Linked DNA regions of Sus scrofa: region 2 is linked to region 1. A link is a contact called in public Hi-C data. All regions are on one chromosome and are shown on one strand. The core of a region is the stretch at or near the end of the contact, and the rest is flanking DNA. Distances in the headings are between cores, read along the strand shown.

Region 1 (3,311 bases), core at 148-2,647:
ATGTGCTAACAGAGTAACAAAATCTGAACCCCAGCTCAGTCTCTGTCTTGCAGTCTGACCTAAGGAAAAGTTATTTGACTTCTTAGACTTTCCATTTTTTTTGCCTTATAATAAGTATACCTACCTTATGGGGCTGTTGTGTGAGAATTTAAAAAAACAAAACCAACAAACAGTACATGTAAAGCACCTAGCATTAGGCCTGGAGAATTGCAGGCAGTGATTAAATTATTAAAAACCACAGCGTTCACTGTCTATATCACATAGGCATGGTGGTTCTTGAGTACACTCAACACGGTGTTCCATTAGACACGGTGGGGTCACACCCCACAGGGTTAGATTCCAAAGTCAACATGTAAGACAAAAATAGAATAAAGCCAAAATTACTCTTAAAAATCCCCTAAATTCCTCACAAAGTACAGTACACATGGTTTTATATACACGATTCTATATATCTGAAAGCCAAATGTATAGTCACTGAAGAGCAGAGAATGAAAATATACAAAATACAGTGTTTATAATTTCAGACTATAGTAATGCACTTTCTTACACGACCACATACAGGTATCTTCCACTTTTTGAAAGTTTGCTTTATGCCACTTGGCTTTTACAAAAGACCTACATTAGTATCTGTTTCCAAAAAGAAAAAAAAAATCTGAACAAGATTTTCACTTTTATGAAAACATGCTAAAAGCAGAAATTGTGTTGTTTGTTTTGCTGCAGGCATTACAGAGGCAGCACACACTGTGAGCAGCCCTGCCAAGCTCTTTCGCCAGGAACTACACTCAGCATCTCAGCCTAGTCACCATAACTTGAACTGAATCTGTAGCTGCACTTATCGTGATTTACTTCATGCATCCATTAGCAAAATGTGCCCTAAGGTAACTGCTGCTTCACGTTCCACCATTTTGGCTTCATAGGAAGCCTCTACTCTCAGATTAGAGGTGCCGGAAGTGGGGGCTGTAGTTGAATTTATTGACGCTTAATGCATATATGCCATGACTAAATTGATGTTTTCATGGTAATCTATCTGTATCATATATTTAAGCCTTCTCTCCCTGGAGAACAGGGACCATTTCCTACTTCTTTTAGATACATCCCACTCCCCAGCACCAGGCACCCAGTAGGTGCTCAATAAATATCAATAAGACTTAACTACTGATCCGAAAGGTACATGTGCAATTAGCCAGATAGAAGAGAGCGGGGAACAAAGGAATATCCAGATAGAGTAGCAACTTGAACTACTTTACTCTCCCACATCCGTAGCGCTGGGTGAGTGAAAGCTCCTTGGCTCTGTTTCTGGCAGTAGGCAGGCAAAGCAGCTAAGCAGAGCTAGGGGCAGGCTAGGCAGGAGGCTTGGAGTTACTAGGCAACTAGGGATGGCCTGTAATACCTCAAGGTGAACACTGTGGGGAAGCACAATGCCTGTTTTGGGGTTTTGTGTGTTTGTTTCATCCTCTTACCACTAGACTGTGAGCTTCTTGAGGCTGGTTTAGAGGTAGATGGTTGGTAAAACAATGAGAATGAGGTTCTAATTTTACATTTTAACTAAAGAATACTCCTCTGACTCCATTTGCTTTTCTAGTTCCCTTTTAAATCAAAACAAAACAAACAAACAAAAAGTCTGTAAGCACTAACTCCTTAAATGGAAACTGATTGTATAGTGCTTGTTTTATTATTAATTTGCAATCTATAAAATGTCACGAAGAGAACTCCTTATTCAGGGTAGCTGGGGGGAGTCCTGCTTAAAGCACTCAGCTCTCAGGCTGGGGAGGGCCTAAGCACTTATGCGTCCTGCGGTAGGGGATTCCCCCCAACACCAGACACATGCATTCTCTGGGATGGCCACTTAAAGGTTTCTCAGCACCAGTGCCTGCCCTCTGTTGGGAAGGATTATCTTTCTCCCCACCGCCTTTGTCTTCTCTCCTATGAAATAACAGCGTAGGAGTGTTAGTGGACAGTGACTGGTACCCTCCGAAAGACCAAAAATTTTTGACATTTTACTGAGTACCAATAACCAGTGGATCCCAAAATGGAAGGGGACAGACTCCCTTAAAGAAGCCTAGGGATGACCACAGGGGAAGGAGGACTGAGAGCAAAACCTGCCGAGACCAAAGGTTTATGCCCAAGGCTGGGTCCAGACAATCCTGTGCAGACGGCGAGTCGCTTTGGGCCCCGGCCCCCGCAACCCCCCCGCGGGGCAGCCCCCGCCCCCCCCCCGAGTCAGCCCCCGCCCCCGCCCCGAGTCAGCCCCCGCGCCGCCCCCCCACCCCGAGTCAGCCCCCGCCCGCCTTCTCCGGGGTGGGCCTACGCTTCCTGGTCCCGCCCACCACCAGCGCAGGGGCAGGGCTGGGGCGGGGCCAAACCGGCGCATGCGCCCGGAGCCCTGGGATACACCCGCCCTGTAGAGCCGCTGGAGCCCAGCAGAGGGCAGCCGCCCCCTTCTTAAGGACCCGCCGGTGCCCAAGTGGCGAAATATAACCTCTTTGGGGTCGCCATCCCGGCCCCGCCCCCGAGAGGCGTCCCCTGGGAGCTGGAGACAAGGGGGCTGAAGCGGCAAGATGGCCTCGCCCGTTACCCTGGAGGGATAAGTCAAGAAGAAGCAAGGATGACGTCGGCACAGACAGACTTGGCTTTCATCACTGCTCCATCCCCACGGCCCTAAACGCCCCTCTATATAGTAGTCACTCAACACATGCTTATAAATGGAATACAATGGATGAATGACTTCATGAATAAACAGAAGAATCCAGGGATGTTTTGAGCCTGTGTAGTGGGGAGAGATCTGGGACAAACAATCCAGGAGGGTCAGTGGGCTTCGGGTAGCCAGCCCCTATCATCACTGCCCCAGCGGTGGTCGCTGAGGCTTAGCACTCTCCCAGCCCCTGCCTCGCACACCTGAAGGTTTGCTCAGAGCCTGTTGACACCATACCACCTCATGGGCACAGAGCCTAGGCAGGGAAGTCCAGGCTTGTCCTCTAATAAGACCAGGAATCCATCCCTTGGGAGTCAGGTCCCGGCTGCCTGCAGGGACCACCTGACTGGTGGTGCGAGTGGGCCTGCTGCTCCATGAGGACTCTCAGCTGCTGGGGATTTCCTCAGGGCCCCTGGGGATTTCCAAACTGCCTCTACTTGCCAAGCTCCCACAAGGCCCAAAGCCAAGGGCCAACCCTGAGGATGGTTTCCCAACATCCTCCACACTCCTGCCCCAAATCCCACCGAGACTGGGGGCTTCTGAATCTATAAATGCACCACACATGATCTTCCCAGCCCCACCCCCTCGGGCAGACCGGAGAGAATAGGCATAAAGAAGA
Region 2 (3,455 bases), core at 527-3,026, 41 kb after region 1:
GAGGGCTTCACAGAAAGAAGCCAGGATTTGAGCCTAGAATGGTAGAATTTAGGGGGTAATAGCGCTGTTTCCTGAGGAACATTGTGCACCTGGCACTTTATTTACATTATCTTGTTTAATCCTCACAACAGCCTTGCGAGGTGGGCATTGTTAGTCTCTTTTTATACAGAAGGAAACTGAGCCTTGAAACACCAAGCAGCTTGCCCGAGGTCACACAGCCAGTGAGTGGCAGAGCAGGATGTGAGCCCAGTTAGTCTGGCTCTGAAGCCCACCAGGCAGCGGTGCCCAGGAGGGACTGGAGCAAAGGGTGAGAGGAAGCCCACCTGGCACAGCTCCCAGGGTGGCTGGAAGGGGAGGTCTCTGCTGGGTTGTGGAACATGCTGGATGCCAGGCTGAAGAGCTTCAAGTGGTTAATTCAAGTGGAGAGCTGACCGCAAGTCAAGTGCAGGTTGGACCAGAGGGAGGGGACAGTGCAGGCAAGAAGGTGCTGGGCAGGCTCAGCAGGGGACAGTCCAGGCCAGTCAGAGCCAGGGAGGTGATGTGGGGACCGGAAGGAGAGGACTGAGTAGGAGAGACTTGGAGGGAAGATTTGTGTGGGGACTTGGATACCAATGGCCATGGGCACAAGTGAGGGAGGAGGTAGCAATGGGCTCCACAGCTCTGGGTGGGCCAGGCAGCAAGATGAAGGCAGCCCTCTAGGCAGCTAAGCTTAGTAGAACGGCTAATGTGTACTGTGACCAGCTACTCTTGGTAAGTACTTTACACATATAAACTCATATCATCCTCGCAGCATCCTCAGGAGGTAGGGCATATTCCCATAGTTTTCCCGGGTAAAGGCACAGCAGAGAGAGGTTAAGCAACCTCTCCGAGGTTACACAGCTGGTACATGGCAGAGCTGAGATTTGAACTCAGGAACTGTCTCTTGTTCCAGAAGCCTTGCTCTTCATCACTTTGCTGTCCCATGTCTCTTGAGGGAATGCTTTCAGGAGGAAGCAGGGTTCCCCAATCCTGCTCCACATTCCTCAACCTCAAGGATCAGGTAGGAGAGTGATGGTGATGGCAGGATCTTCTTGCTGGGTGGCACTGCCCAGTGTGACCTCAGGTCTCTGCTGCTACCTTGAGGCTCTGCCTCTCACTATCAGGCAGGGATGCTGAGCCATGCAGTTCTGGGGCTTGCCCTTGCCCTGCCTACACCTCCAGAAGCCCGTGCTGTCTCATCAGAAGAGGGAAGGGGGAGATGGGCAGGCCACTCTAGAGGTGGTAGCAGGTGGCACAGGCTGCAAAGAGGGCCTGGCAGGGGAAGCGCCTGCCTCACAATGCAGCCCCGCCAGCTTCAGGAAGAAGCAGTCCACTCCCGTCCCGGAACACGACTTGCTCTGTGACCCCGGACGCGCAAAGTGGTCATTAAGAGAAGTGGCAGTGAAACAAGCCTGGGACATCAAACCCAAACAGAGTGTGTCACCCCACCGGGAAGGCCAGCTCTGTCAAGGCCCGCAGCACCATGTGGGCAAGGCAGATGGCCAAGACCCTGAGTGACCACTGGCTGGTGGCCTGGGCTGCCACCTCAAGGCATCTGGGGAGAATCCTCTTTCCCACCAGAAGCTGTCCCTCTAGGAGGTGAGAAGACCCCAGGAACCTCAGCCCAGGTCCCTGTGGACACAGAAATCACAAGCTTGAAGGAAGGAATTGAGGTGAGAGGAAAAGAAGAGGGAGGGACGGGGGCGGGGAATATAAAGCCCCAGCAGCCAAATATTTGCATAACTATTTCTGGTCCACAGCACGGGCTCCAGTTCCATCTGCGCCTGACGCCCAGGCGTGCCACTTGCTGCCTGACAAGGACAAGAACAAACGGGCAGAGAAAATGACATTGAGGAAGAAAGGAGGGAGGCAGCAACTCTGAGAGTTTCTCCCCAACACAGCCCCAAATTAACCAAGTCTTCATGCTTGTGTTGCAATTAGGCTTCCTCTGAAACGTTCCTGACTAATGAGCTTCTGAACCTTCCAACTGTCCTGGGAATCTTTTTTTCAGACCTACTTAGCACCAGACATGTTTTTCCCAAGATGCCACAGCAGACTATTCATAACTTAGATTATCTCTCCTCCAGGTTTCAGGATAACATATGACTTGGCCACCGCACCAGGATGTGGAAGAGACAGGTCTTCCAGCCCCCATGCTTGCCAGGTGGATGCTCTTTAAGGTCTCCCCTTGCAAAAATCTCATCTTACTTTACATGTCTGTAGCTTCTGACCTGGGAATTGTTGAAAACATTTCCAAGGCATAGTTTGTGGGGGCGGGGTATTGACACTCCTTATCTCCATCAGCCTCTTCTTTCTGCCTCCCAAATACACAATCTAAATATAGTGGTAACAGCATGCTGGTTACTCATCATCATTCATTTATCACCAAGCACAGAACCTCAATAAATATGTTCGCAAGTTCATGTTTTACAAACAGACAGCAGGTGATGCTCCAGACTGCTGGGGACTGGGGATTGAGTGGATAGTGGTAAGAGAGGTCAGGAGTCTGCAAGGAAATGGCTGAGTCCTTGGACTGGAGCCCGAGCAGCTTCAGGGGGATGAAATGGAGAGAGAGCTGGAGGTGGGACTGATAGGTAATGATGATGATGGGTGAGGGAGAAGCAGTTTCTAACCTAAGTAATAGAATAATAAACAGAGGCATCCTAGAGTTCCCACTGTGGCTCAGCGAGTTAAGACCCAGACTAGTGCCCTTGAGGTTATGCGTTCGATACCTGGCCTCACTCAGTGGGTTAAGGATCTGGCGTTGCCGTGAGCTGTGGTGTAGGTCGCAGACGCAGCTCTGATTCTGAGTTGCTGTGCCTGTGGCTGGCAGCTGCAGCTCCGATCTGACCCCTAGCCTGGGATCTTTCATATGTCACAGGTGTGGCCCTAAAAAACAAACAAAAAACAATGGCATCCTTTGCTGAGAGAGAAAACACAAAAGAGCAGCACAAAACTTGGGAAGAAGGTAATCTTTTTTTTTTTTTTTTTTTAGGGCCATACCTGCAGCATATGGAAGTTCCCAGGCTAGAGGTCAAATTGGAGCTACAGCTGCCAGCCTAAGTCACAACAACACGTGATCCTTAACCCACTGAGCAAGGCCAGGGATCAAACCTGGGTCCTCACGGTTACTAGTCAGATTCATTTCCACTGAGCCACGATGGGAACTTGGGAAAAAGGTAATGAACTCAGTAGTTTGGGCTGTCTGCATTTCATATGCCTAGGGGACATCCAGGTGGAGTCATACAGGAGGCAGCTGGACACACAGAGGTGGACAGACCCAGAGACCAGTGAAGACGAGCATACACTGAGGAAAGTTCCCTTTGGTGAGTGTTCATTGTTCACTTAAAAGTGTCAGAGGAAGCAGGGTCCAGGGTAGGGCCATGGGATGGAAGCTGGCAGACCCATGCACCTGTCACCACTATGACCTGATGTGT

What was found. Hi-C and Micro-C count contacts between places; a contact is called where the count stands out from the background.
Region 2: a contact with region 1 is called in a Hi-C map of skeletal muscle, with 7 times the contacts expected there. The contact joins two enhancer-like sites. A contact is called at or near these places in 2 of 5 promoter capture datasets (fetal liver and liver), 19 of 47 Hi-C or Micro-C datasets (blood, embryonic fibroblasts, epiblast stem cells and 9 more) and 2 of 2 datasets of contacts at active chromatin or transcription factors (alveolar macrophages and skeletal muscle).

The regions. Positions count from the first base shown.
Region 1 is chr12:45,400,469-45,403,779 of Sscrofa11.1, forward strand. No RefSeq gene overlaps it. Among named protein-coding and RNA genes, the nearest start is that of TIAF1, 63 kb to the left of the region's middle. Within about 2 kb of position 1,398, at least 54 of the 83 cell types and tissues checked have an H3K27ac peak or open chromatin away from gene starts, as enhancers often do. A contact at or near this core is called in fetal liver and skeletal muscle, where this site is marked.
Region 2 is chr12:45,441,580-45,445,034 of Sscrofa11.1, forward strand. No RefSeq gene overlaps it. Among named protein-coding and RNA genes, the nearest start is that of CRYBA1, 23 kb to the right of the region's middle. Within about 2 kb of position 1,777, at least 9 of the 83 cell types and tissues checked have an H3K27ac peak or open chromatin away from gene starts, as enhancers often do. A contact at or near this core is called in fetal liver and skeletal muscle, where this site is marked.